2 separate regions of the Triticum aestivum genome follow, and region 2 is linked to region 1. The links are chromatin contacts, called in public Hi-C maps. All regions are on one chromosome and are shown on one strand. Each heading gives the region's core, a stretch centred on a gene start, on an enhancer-like site or on the middle of the called end of the contact. The rest is flanking DNA. Distances are from core to core; before and after follow the strand shown. Region 1 has its middle 96 kb from the start of LOC123061281. Region 2 overlaps LOC123061283.

Region 1 (6,656 bases), core at 2,246-4,745:
GTCATGCCTGGCCGACAGGTGCTACACTGAGTCATGCCTGGTTGACAGGTGCTACGCACGACAGATCTTCCAGAGTCTTCGCGTCTAGACGGACGAGCGTAGGGCGGTGGCGCCGTTGGGCGCCGTGGTGGCATCGATGGATGTCTGGACTGGCAAGGATGATGTGGAGCTATCTCCTGAAGATGGGCCTGTGGTCCGATGAAGATGGCGGCTTCTAAAACGTGTGCATGTGATGTGCGCTTTAGGTCTGCTGCACCGGCTGTTAGTCCCGATATGTTATGTTGATGGATCGGCGACGACACAGATTGTAGATATGGGGAGTCAGAGCACCCCTCATTATCAAATTTGTAGGTGTGAGTGGTGGCGTCAGGTGATTTGTTGTATGTTCTTATTAGACCTTTGTGGAATAATTAATAAAGATGGCTGCATACATCGATTGATGCAGAGGTCGGGGATTCAACCTCTTTTTCTAAAAAAAAGAGTGTATAGAAAACACACCAACTTACCTTTTTTTCGAAATAGCACACCAACTTACCTATCCGATGGTGTTGAGTTTGTCCTCGGTTCTCAAACTCTCCACGGGGCACAGGCATGTAATCTATCGTGAAATTCATTTAATGAATAATTGATAAATTATCTTCATAGCTTGTGTCGTGTCAAGATAAAATTTGCTACTTTGGGTCCTATCCATGAGCATACTTCTCTAGAGCCTAGACGTGATTACTAGCTATGCCCGCGCGGCGGCACGCCGCGCCCTTTAATGAGTCATATGATGAAATGTGTTGCATGATAGTAACGTTGGGTTGCCATTTTATTTTCTTCTTTGACTAATTTGGATTTAAGACAAGAATGGTATGTGTGCAATATGGGGCTTACAACAATTTTGCCGCGTCCACACCAACCTGTTTCTCATATTCAAGCTTGTAGAGGTTTTTATAGTGTACAGCTCTATGTAAAAATATAAAGCTACAAAATATGAAATGTGACCTAATAGGTTTTACCATTGTATCAGGAATAACCAGATGGATCAAGGATCACACTTCAGATCACTGATTACAATTCTACATCAGTAGCAGGTCCCTGATTACAATGCTACGTAAGTAGCAGGTTTAGCATGAACGTCCAAAAAACGGAGAAAACGTTCACAATGGTACGTCAGTAGCAGGTTTAGCATGGAGGTCCAAAGAAACGGATAAAAAGTTCACAGGATTAAAGCAAGCTTATTGTAAAGGTGCACCTCATATCTCATTTCTCTCTGAATCAGCTAAGCCTGCATATTCTAAAAAAGCTTCATCTGAACCAGAGAATCAGCTAAGCCTACATATTATAGAAGAGCTTCTGTATGAAGTACGATCTTGCGTTTGTGAATAGCTAACAGTGAAAAACAAACACCAAAAGCAAATCAGTGTTGAACCACTGCCAAATCTGATGTCCTACTGTTGGCCTTAAGCCCTTAATGGTCAACATCTAATGCATCTCCTTAACTTACAATAATTTCTTCATCAGGGCACCAACTTGTGGATTATATTCCAATTGATCTTTTTGATTCCTATTGTTATTAACATGTCTCTATCTAGCTTATGCACTCGCCTGTTCCCCTCTTGGAAGACACCATTACCTTAATTAAGAGCACTTCTTTTCTCTCGAACCAGAACCAAACTTGGCCATATACCATACTAGATCATCAAAGACGCGCGTTGCCGCATCCGTCTAAAATGATGGGTAATTAGTAAAATATATGTTAGTGTAAGTCATTTTTTAAAATTAGTTTTGGGTGAATATTGTATAAGCAAGTTAGTACGCATTACTTTGTGGTTCAATTTAGTAAGTGAATATTAGAATTCAGAGACAAGTCAAATAAAAATAATAATTATATAAATTATAACAGACTCCTTTGAAAACTCATAAAACAAAAGGTCACTCTTGACTTTACGCAAAATCAGCTTCAAGTGACTATCAAACATTTCACATGCCTTAATATTTTATGTGTCATACTACCAGATCAAGCAGACAACTACACAAGACCTTGAACACGTAAACAATCATAGATCATCAAAACTTTGATGTTGATCTACCGATCAGTCACACTGCCCAAGGATCAAAGTAAGACGGTCTTCCTGACCTGCCATCAAAGAATAATGAGGTAGATGAGATCGTATAAATCAAGACAGGATATTGTTTTCAAAAATAATGGAAGTGTACTTCTCATTTTTCATTTTTGATAAAGGGCAATTTTATTATCTCAAATGTAGCATTAAGCGGATACAAAACATTATGAGTAACACCCGGCCTCTACATAACTAGGATGCACACAGCCATTATCCTCTGGGTGTGAACATGAACTGAACAGTTACCTGCCATTTGCTTTGACATCAGGTTTAGTTGTACCAGCATCTATGCATTCAGAAGTCAAGAGATTGATATAATTAGTTTGAATGAGTGCACGTGTGTTTCACCAGCTAAAGATAACTACAAAATCTTTCAAGAAGTAAAAAAGAGATGGACTACACATACAACTATTGGTAGCCCCTTGCACTTTCTACTTGTTCAATTAAGCATTATTTGGCAAGCCTCAACAGAAGCACTGCAGCTAGTGCGGCAGGGAACTTCAAATGAAAAATTGGGAACATAGAAAGTAGTGCATCACCTTCCAGATGGTTAATGCCTAAACTTTCTAATGCAACAGAATCAGCAAAACACCTGCATTTTTTGTGAGCACAAAGAACAATATCAATAAACCCAAACAAATTCTAAAAATGAAGGAAGAATTGGGGGAAGAGGAGATGCATGAAGGAGAGACAATTGGAACGAATTGGAGACCTGAACATCACCCATCGCTGCTGGAGATTGGTTTGCAAGAGTGGGGAGAGTGGGAAAGGAGCATCGGCAAGTCGGGGTTATATGGCATGCGTTAATTGAATGTAGATGTAGAATATGAGTCGCCATATGTAACTGACCAGTAATCAATGGCCGGACCATCGACTGCTATTTATGGGTGATTAATCTCTGAATCAATATTCTTGAAGGAGAGGAGAGAAGTTACCAGTACGCGAGGCGTCTGCCATTATCTCCCTCCCCCGCACCTTGACTCCGTAGCACACCTCTACAACGCGCTGGATTGGATCGGCTCGACGCGGATCCCGCTCCTCCGGTCGCTGGGATCGACCGGATGGACTCAGCTTGACCTGGATCCCGCTCCTCCGGTCGCTGCGATCGACTGGATGGACTCGATCCCATCCCTGACCTCAGGTTAACCGACGCACCCCGGCGGTCTTCACTGGATGGAACCGGCTGCCCCTCTCTGCGGCTTGATTCCGGAGTGGAATCGATGCGGTCCCGTTCCCCTCGGCCTCGGTCGGGACTCGATGAGGGTTCGCGAGCATTTTTTTTCTTAGCGATTGGGTTCGCGAGTAAATGGAGCTGACGCGGTCGCTCGTAGGCCTCCCTCCTTCCAATGGGCTGCCGGCCCGCCAAAGGCCCAATGCATCAGAGGAGTCTGTTTCGGCCGGTGGAGTAGCAGCCCACAGGACAGCTGGCCCAGTTTACACAGATTGCGAAACAGACTGCCTTAAACACGAAATCTGACGGCCAGAAACTCCCAGATCAATAAAACGGACGACCAAAAATCCAAATCGCTGTGAGGGCAAGGATTAAGTGCAGTTATACTGTCCTTAATGAGGGCTCAGCCGTGGCGACCACACCAAAGGTGCTTGGCCACATAAATTTGCAATATGGAGAGGCTCAGCAGTGGCAACCGGACGGAAGACCTTGTATAGACTATAAGTAAGGTGACTGGCGTCCGGGGCATGGTCTAGAAGATGAACTGCGAATGAATCACCACAAATTGCCGTTGTTGATGCAGCTGCATCTATTGCTCCTTCTTCTAAAAAGATGCACCTCCTTCTCAAAAAAAAAAGAAAAAAAGCTGCATCTATTGCTGCACCTCGAGCAGAAGCTGGGCATGAACCACCCTGCACATTGAGGATATGGAAATCTGATCTAGGTTATGATGGGCAAAAGTGTGGTTATCTTTGAACATGAGTTTACTATGGATGGAAGAATGAAAGATTATTTAGTACATGTGAACAAAGTGTCCAGGTCGAGCCAGATAAGTTTTAAATTCGTATATGAACAATTACAATCATAATGAAAGGAAAATAGCAACTCCTTTTGCTGAAGTCCTTTATTTAGATCTTGCAGCTCCATATCCAATTTTTCCTGTATGGATAAGTCTTCTCTTTCCATTTCTTCATCAACTTCGCCTGGAAAAGAAGGGTGCTTATTAGAGAAAGTGCCAAACACATGGTATTGTTTCAGTAACTTACTTAGCACTTTGAGTACTCCTGCTTCACAACCTGAATCTAGATCGTCCATAAGCATGCTCTTATACAGTGAAAGTTGATCATGCAAACCATATCTGCAAACAACGTCATGTGTTCAGCTCTCGACCCTTGAGCAAGAGAAATCAAAACAGAAAACTGGGGAAAATTAACATATGGCCCATGATAATCAAGACCACAACAATATGTATATTTGAAGTTCTAACATATTACCTCTTCAGTACAATCTCCATCAACAATCTGATGCATTTTGTGGCTGCTTTTCATCTGAAGTTTGCTCGCAGAAGGCAAGCAAAATCCCATAATCCAACATGTTACCGATGGGGTTAAATATGCAAGTCCATGATACTGTAACTCATTTCAAAAATAGAATGGCCAGGCTGAAGATTTACGTAGGGAGAAGATGACAAGTCGTGTACTGAATAAATTGCACTGCTCCAGATGGAAGGGCATTAGAAAGAGTAAAGGAGTAGCAAAACTTAAGTAGAGAACTTCTGTAGTGTTACTTCAGCTTCCAAGTGCTGAATCTATAATAAGATCCACAATCCGCTCAGAAAAAAATCCACAACCCCAGCAGCTGCTGCAACGAAACAAATTTATCATCAGTATGGTGTGCATCATGTTAAGGTGTGATTCTGATTTCAATTAGCTCCTTAGTTTTCTAGTATCTCATAGCCTTCAAATTCACTAACATCCATTGCTGATACTCGTACTCGTATACATATGGCAGACTTGCAAACCAGCATCTGATTAAAACAATTGACCAACCGGCAATACCCCATAATATGTTCCTCACTTCCTTAACATCATAAGAGTTAACTGAATTGTAGAAAAGAGAACGGAGAGGCAAGGATTACTTACTGTCATTTTTTTTTTGTACAGAACGGAGGAGGGAAAGAGAGCCTGCTGATGCCGAGGGTCAGACAGTGGCACCGGATAGCGGAGATTGGCAGGAGAGCCAGAGAGCGACAAAGGCAGCGCTCTCGGCTCAATCCCTCCATGGATGCCTGCTTCTGCTGGTTGGTCTCGTCATCTCGTGGAGCCGTGGACGTCGATGAAGAACATTGGAGCCATCCCAACCTCGTACGCACCATACCCTCAGGTCGTAGGGGGAGACAGTGCATGGCGAGCCAGGCCGGGGCGCGGAGACTGCCGTGGCCGGCGAAGGCCCCGGCCGTTACACGCGGGGTGTGGGTGGCGCACGCAGGGACGACCTTAGGCAGCGGCGGTGCGTCCCTGCCATCGATGTTGTAGATTTCCGAGGAGAGGTCGACGACGCACAGGATGCAAGGAAGCTGCGGTGTGAATATGGCCATGCCGGCGGGGCCGATTGACGCCAGCGCTCTCGGGGTTGGGCTGGAGCTGGACGGCGAGGGGATCGGAGCGGCCGGAGGGGAGGATGCGCTGGGCGGCGAGGCGGAGGCAGCTCCCCCGGTGCGCCTCATGGTATCGGCTCTGCGGAGCTGTCCCTCTGCAGCTGCAGCCTCATGTGCATGGGCGAAACCGGGGCCTGCTTATATAGTGATCCGATAGACCGCTAGGACGGTGGCAAGCGGCGAGCGGCAAGCTGCCTAATCAAAAGGGATGGCAGACTCCAGAAGCAATGTCGAAAGCGGCAGCGTCAGCACCATCTAGATGAAGCGGCCGAGAGATGTAAGGCGGCACCACTCTGTCAGAAAGAAAGCGTACCAAAACAACAGCAACCGGGCCAACAGCAGCACGCACGAGACCCAATGGACAACAGAAAGAGACACAACAACTGGGCCAACAGCGGCGACAGCGACAGAAGCAGAACGCAATGACGAATAGAAATCAAGGAAAGCATCGAGGTAGAACGGCCGCTCCAGGGACAAACTCGACCTTACAGACAAAAAAAGAGCTAAACCAACCAACACAACCGTCAAGCACGTTCAAAAAACTTGAAACGAAACCCTGAATACACCAAGCATTTGTACAGTCATTTATCAAAATAATACACGTGCCATGTACAAACTTACCCAGAGGTTATTTTCATACAAGTGGATAAATCTTAGAGCGAAAACGGCCCCAAAAATAGGGGCTTGGGTATATTGTAGAAGAACAGAGTAGATTGAGTTGGAATGGTCTGGATCCTATCTAGCAGGAAGCCAGCAACACGAGATCCTTAATGTAGGTTAAACAAATGAATATATGATACATGTTAGACTGTATTTACATGTGTATATTGTAACGTTGTATACCACCTCATTATATATATATGTGATAGACCACCCCTAGAGGGTTGTGCCGGTTCCCCCCAAAGCTATACCACCTCATTATATATATATGTGATAGGCC
Region 2 (6,656 bases), core at 1,965-4,464, 460 kb after region 1:
GATCCCATAGGTGGCCGCGGACATCCCGTGACACAACTCAGCTGCTAATACCTTCAAATATTCTTTGTCTCCCCTTCTGTCGAATCTATAAATTTGGGTTGAATACTCTACCCTCGAAAACTGTTGCGATCCCCTATACTTGTGGGTTATCAAGACCTTTTTCTGCCATCGTTGTCGGGGAGCATAGCTATATTTGTTGAGTCACTTGGGATTATTATCATATTATCACTATGAAGAATCTAAATGATGCTAAGACTAACATTTTCCCCTCAAAGACGAGGGGAGGTAAGGAACTGCCATCCAGTTCTGCTTTAGATTCACCTTCTGTTATAAGTAAACTTGCAACACCACCACATGCTATTAATTCTAATATGTTGCAAGTTATTGACGATACTACTTCTGCTATGGATAATTCTTATGATGATGCTAGTACCTTGCTTGATAATGATGACGTGCCACTTGGTGAATTTCTTAATAAACAAATTGCTAGAGTAATACAACATGACGTTGTTGAATCTGACGATGAGCTTGAAACTGAATCTCCTGAAACACCTGCTAGAACTAGCCTTCCTAGATATGAATTGCCTAAGGTACCGGAAGGTTATGTTATGAACGAGGAGACAACTAGAGATATTCTTGCTTGTAGGGATAGAGATGATCTAGAGAAATTATTGTGCAAGTATAAAGAAAAATCTTTGAATGCTAGAATGAAATATGATCCTAAGTTTGCTACTTCACATATCTTATTGATGATAAGGATTATGAATTCTCTGTCAAACCAGGGTTAATTACTTTGATTGAATCTGAAGTCCTTTATATCCACCGCTCCTGGCTTCTTAGGTAGCAATGTGACAATGGCTTTGTTGATAGCAGCCATTCCCCTAATATCCCCTCTATGGAAGTGGTCCAGCGCCCTCATGAAATCGGCTTTGATCACATGCCAGCAAGTGGCAAAGAAACGCCCGGTAAACCCGTCCAGGCCTGGCGCCTTGTCAAGAGGCATTGACTTAATGATGTTGAAAACTTCCTCCTCCTCGAATTGTACCTCCAGCCGCTCTAGATCATGGGTCGGCAAATCCAGCACATCAAGGTTGATCGTCATCTCCCTTGCTCTCGTCGAGCCGAACAGCCGCCCATAGTAGTCATCAACCGCCTTAGCTATATCCTCCTGACCCGTGTGTGTTTCCCCGTTGGCCTGGATAGCCGTGATGACGTTCTTGCGTTGTCTGTGCCTCGCATGTCGCTGGAAGTACTTTGTGTTGGCCTCTCCTTCCCTCAGCTGCAGAAAACGCGATCGCTGCCGCACAATGGTCCTCTCCAGCGAGCACAGCCCTAACAATTTCCTTATGAGCAGCTTGCGAAGACCGTGTTCCTGATCCTCCAACGGCCTCTTATCCGAGGCGGCATCTAGTCTAGCAATGACCTCCATGGCTAAGGCTATTTGCAGGCGAGTTTTTTCCAATCCACCTGTCGCTCCATGATTGCAGTGCCTTTGCAGTGGCGTGTAGCTTATTGTCCCGCACAGTAAACGGATTCCCCACCGACTGAATCGAGTCCCATGCCTCCTGGACCATGTCCAAAAACCCTTCCACCTTGGGCCAGAAGCACGCTTGCCTAGATGGAATTCAGCATCCGTATCCAGTAGAAGAGGGCAATGATCTGACACTGATGAGCCCAGAGCAGTGAGCAAGCTGTTTGGATATACGTCTTCCCATGTGTTGGTGACAAACACATGGTCGCTCTTCTCGAGTGTCAGGTCTCTTTGTTCGTTACTCCAAGTGTATCTTCTTCCATTCAGGTATTGTTCCTTTAGTTCAAGCCTATTTATCAGAGCGCGGAACCTCGCCATCATCCTTCTGTTCGTGGTAGGCTTGTTCTTGTCGTCCATGGAGATTAAAAGGTTAAAATCTCCCAGCAGCACCCAAGGCCCAACGTGAAGATCCCGTATATCCCTCAACTCCGTCATGAAATCTACTTTGGCCACATCACTCTGAGGGCCATACACCCCGGTTAGCCACCAATGTGGTTTCCCTTCCTGCGAGACTAGAGCCGTGAGCGTGTTCGCCGTTACGTGCCTGTTTGAGAGTGAGACCACTAGGCTGTCCCAAGCGATCAAGATACCACCGCGTGTGCCCACCGCAGGCACATAGTAAAAATGCTCGAATTTATTATCCAGGCAATGTCTAACCACATTAATGGAGATGGACTCCATTTTGGTTTCTTGGAGGCATACAATGCTCACATTTGCAGCCACAACTACTTGGTACACCGCATTCCTTCTAGCCGGCGAATTGAGTCCTCGCACGTTCCACACGAGTATTTTAGGCAGGTTTGAAGTCATGGAGAGTGCCCATCGAACCACGTGCCACACAGGCTCGTACTACTGGCCCTCGGCCCCTCCTGCCTCCTCGCACTGCAAGGGCAGCACCGAAGCATCCCACCCAAACAGTGCCCAGATCGCCCTCACATGGCAGTCAAGCAACGGCTTATCGAACAATTTGACGTAGGCTTGCAGTGCGTCATCATCGATCTGGTTCCCTTCATTGGCTAGGCAAAGCTTCCGGATCAACACCGCCTGTTGCTTTGAAGCCTTGGAGCCCCTCCCACCCTTTGCCAGCCTCACACACCGGCGCGGCGAGGTCACCGTTGGTCGCTTCTGCCGTGGCCTCCTCTGCTGTTTAGGTAGCTCTCTGGATGTAGGCTGGGTTAGCAAAGGTGAGAGCGCTTTACGCAGCTCCGAGCATAACTGCGCCACTTGCTCCTGCGGTGCGGAGACGGGCCTGGGAGGGGGCCATATGTGTATGTGCCTGCTGGAGTGGCGTCCCCACCTGCCCCTGGGAGTGTCCCTGCGGTCACCCCGGATCCGTTTCACCATCTACCTGCGACAGGCTTACCAGAAACCAGCCTTCCTTCGACGTGCATGGGCGCGTCCCATCCGCATGCAGGGTGGGGCCCAGCGGGGTCCCCATGCCACGCGGGCTGCCTAACAGGCTGTTGTCCAACTCAGGTCCATCCACTTAGGGCGTGGTGAGATCCGCACGCCAATCGGAGCCATGGGCGTCGCGAGATTCGCTCTGGTCCACTTGTACCTCCCATCCGCCAATCCTGACTGATTGCATGGGCTCCGGTCCCGCCACCGCAGGTTCTATCAACACTGCTCTGTCAGTCTCGCCCTCTGTCTGTTGCGGCCTCGGACTTCCCCTCACTTGGTTCACCGAACCTGGCGATCCTGATGCGCTGATCTGCGGCCCGTCCACTGAACCGGCTACCCAACCAGCGCCCCCACTCTGCTTTCCAACGGGGAGACAGCCCTGCTGGCCTCTGCTTGCATGACACGTTGCACCGTGCCTCGGCCCACCACGCTTTACGTACCCTGGCAACCGACAGGATCAGGGTCCTCCCTGCGCTCGGATAGCGGCGTGACATCTCCCGCCAGCTCACGCTGACCAGCCTGGGTTTGAATGGCCCGCTGGCCGCCCTGGGTTTGAACAGCCCGGTTTCTGCCAGGCGAAGGGGCCGACGCCGACGAGGAATCTGCCCGGCGAGGCGGCGAAGGCGGCGGCGGCGGAGGCCCGCCCAAGTCATCGGCGCGCGAGCCACCGCCGCCGTGGCCAGCAGATGGCTGGGGAGGGGGCGACGGCGGCGGCGTTGGCGTCCCGGCCTGCCGCCCAAGGTGAATCGGCTCAGCCACCAGCCGAATGCCAATCGGGTACCACAGGGCATCAGAACCACCATCCACCTGCACAGCAACTCTGCTCCGCCTGTTCGGCTCCTCGACGGCAAGGATCCGCCTGAAGGGGACACGAGTTGGGTCGTCCGTGCGTAGCCAGACCAGGAACCCCGCCATGTCGCTCCGCTCCGCGGTCGATGCCCCGACCTTGACCACCACCCCCAGGCCATGCAGAAGAACCTCCGCCGTGCGCCGAGTCCACGCATTCGCCGGAATGCCCCGCAGCACCAGCGGCACCAGGAACGGCATGGAGATGGCCGTGGCGTGCGAGTGGCGAGACCAGGGCGCGAGCAGGAGATCAAACTGGTGCGTGCCAGCCCGCCCACGCCTGAGCAACCTGCTCCTGATCTCCGACGAACGGCACAACACAAGGAAAATCCTCAGGGAAATATGCTCGAATGGACATGTCCAGCCAGGCTAGCTCAAACTCCTGCACAAGAACTCCAGCCACCGCAGCCAGATCCGCCGCGTCTCGATCACCAACTACGGTCACCACCACGGCCCGAGAGAGCTCCTTCTCGAGCGCCCGGAGGTCGGGGCCCGACTCCAGGAAGCACACATCCACCTGATCATCCACCATGGGGGGCGACGCCTCACCCGCAACCACCGGCTCGAACGGAACCGAGAAAGCCGGCCCGGGCACCACCATGCTGCCCACCGACCCAGCGCTGACCACCCGACTCCACGGAACACCGATCCGAACTGCGCCCGCCGGCGGCGGCCCGGGAGGGGGAGGCGGAAGCGGCGGGGACAGAGTGCGTGCCGCCCCAGACGACGGCGGGGCGTGGCCATGACGGAGAGCCGGCGGAAGTCGCGGAGGATCCACCGGAGACGAACTGCGGGGGCGGGGGCGCGGACGCGTGCAATCCCGCGAGATGTGGCCCTCCCCGTCACAGCGCACGCAGACCGGCGGGTTAGTGCACATGGCCGAGATGTGCTTGTCGCTCCCGCAATTGTAGCAGCAGCCAACAAGCTTCGCCAGGATCCGGCCCCTCGACGGCCGCGACGACGGCAGGATGTTGGGCCACCTGCCCGGAGGGGAGCGGCGCACCGGCCTGGTCAGGGAGCGCGCCTGTGGGGCTACCGCCCGACGCCGGCCTGCGTCTGCCAGGGCGCCTCGCCCACCGCCAGAGGAAGGGGGGAGGGGGTTGCAGCCTCGGTCCACATGATTGGACCACGCGTCGTGCCCACCACGTCGGGCACAACGACCAATGAGCAAGACCGGCCTAGGAGGCGGCGGCGGCGGAGGGGAGAGGGGCAAGGAGCCGGAGGAGGACGCCGAGAGGGACACCCGAGATGCCATGGCGAACGGCACCGAGGAACGAGCTAGTGCGAGGAGGTGGACGCCGGGGACCGGAGTGCCCACCGGCGAGGAGGAAGAGGTGGACGTCGGCCCCGGAGCAGGCGCCGGCGTGGGTTTGGTGGTCGCCGGGGCCGGAGTGGCCGCCGGCGAGGGGGGGGGGGGGCGCTAGGGGGAGAGAAGGGGAGCGCTAGGATCGACTCCCTAATTTCTTACCCAATGAGTCCCCTGCGTTTTCTCGAAAGTGCACGATGATTATGTACTGTAGTATGTACCGAATGGCCTTATTCATTTGCTCCTGTAAAACTCACGAACTTATTCAGAGTGGAAGTAACCAAATTCAAAACTCGATCTATTTGGTGGATGGTTACAAAATAAGTCAAGAAGTTAAGTCTGCATTTGCATCTATAATGTTTATGCATAAATGAATCAAACTAATTACCATGAATAACCCCCATTTCTAGAACAGCTTCAATTACTGACTCAGATCGGGCAGCAGTCATTGCAGTGCCATGTTGCTCACAAGCTGCTAAATGCTCCAGGAGAGTAGCACATTTTTCTTGCAGGCTTGGAGATGATTCTTAAGAACTTTGATTAAGCGTGAGATGACATCAAGGTCAAAGATTGAATCGCTACAACTGTTACAATCATCAGTAACCGGTGTTAATAGCATTAATCCAGGTAATAAAACACATCAGCAGGTCCACCACAGAAGATATAATCAATTCTCTGTACGGACTTTCTGGAGAAATAATTACAGACGATTTAGTGTATTACATTAGCTTCAGCGGAGAACATGGCTACAGAATCTGTCATTAAACTAGTATCAACTTCATGGATTCAATCTACAAATGTAATTATTCTACAGTATGCAAGTATGAAAAGTATAAAATGATATAACTCTTGCTCCTAGTTCTTGTAAACAGCTTGCTATGACATGGATTCAAGCTTTTCCAAGGAGAAGACTTCTTCACCAGCAAAAGTACAACTCCCATCAAAATAATATTCTTTTACTCCTGTCCCAGTTAAATGTGATACAGTACCAAGAATTATTATCTTTCTGTCGATAAACCCAAATCACTACTGTGTATTGAATAGGAGTGCTGAAATGATATTGAGCGATGAAGTAATGTGTACGGGGTAATAATAAAGGCATTAATTAGTAGAAAAGCTTAGGTAGTCCATTTCATTTGTGATTTCAGAGACCCCAGTGCTTAACCTCAATTGTTAGGAGTATCATTGACAGATTTAATATGAGGATCCTATAGAGAAACTTCATGTGTGCATGAAGCTAAAACATCACTTGCTTACAGATAGAGATGGCAAAAAGTGACAATTTGTTTTTGTGAACTTCACTGAAGTAAATGATATTCAGGAATCTAACAAGGCTTGAACGAACCTATCCAACTCGTCTTGTTTCAATAAATTTTGGGACGTTCCATTGAGCTCACCATCTACATTACCTTGACTGCACTTCTCATCGTCCGCTATATCCTCAGACCCAGTACTAGCATAGTAATCAGGCTGATAAATTTGAAATATTGTAATTCAGGTTCGTTGAAACACAATAAAGTACACTTGACATATTAAGAAGCCTAACTAACCGCAGTAATCATGCTGACCTCC

The links. Hi-C and Micro-C count contacts between places; a contact is called where the count stands out from the background.
Region 2: a Hi-C map of leaf shows a contact between it and region 1, with 4 times the contacts expected there. The contact joins two enhancer-like sites. A contact is called at or near these places in 3 of 5 Hi-C or Micro-C datasets (all in leaf) and 1 of 1 datasets of contacts at active chromatin or transcription factors (leaf).

The regions. Positions count from the first base shown.
Region 1 is chr3A:352,111,941-352,118,596 of IWGSC CS RefSeq v2.1, forward strand. No RefSeq gene overlaps it. Among protein-coding and RNA genes, the nearest start is that of LOC123061281, 96 kb to the right of the region's middle. Within about 2 kb of position 3,496, at least 8 of the 8 cell types and tissues checked have an H3K27ac peak or open chromatin away from gene starts, as enhancers often do. A contact at or near this core is called in leaf, where this site is marked.
Region 2 is chr3A:352,569,512-352,576,167 of IWGSC CS RefSeq v2.1, forward strand. LOC123061283 reads right to left here. Exons shown (of 8, transcript XM_044484309.1): 6 at 6,653-6,656; 7 at 6,430-6,554; 8 at 2,151-5,668. The coding sequence ends at 5,560. Among protein-coding and RNA genes, the nearest start is that of LOC123061283, 20 kb to the right of the region's middle. Within about 2 kb of position 3,215, at least 8 of the 8 cell types and tissues checked have an H3K27ac peak or open chromatin away from gene starts, as enhancers often do. A contact at or near this core is called in leaf, where this site is marked.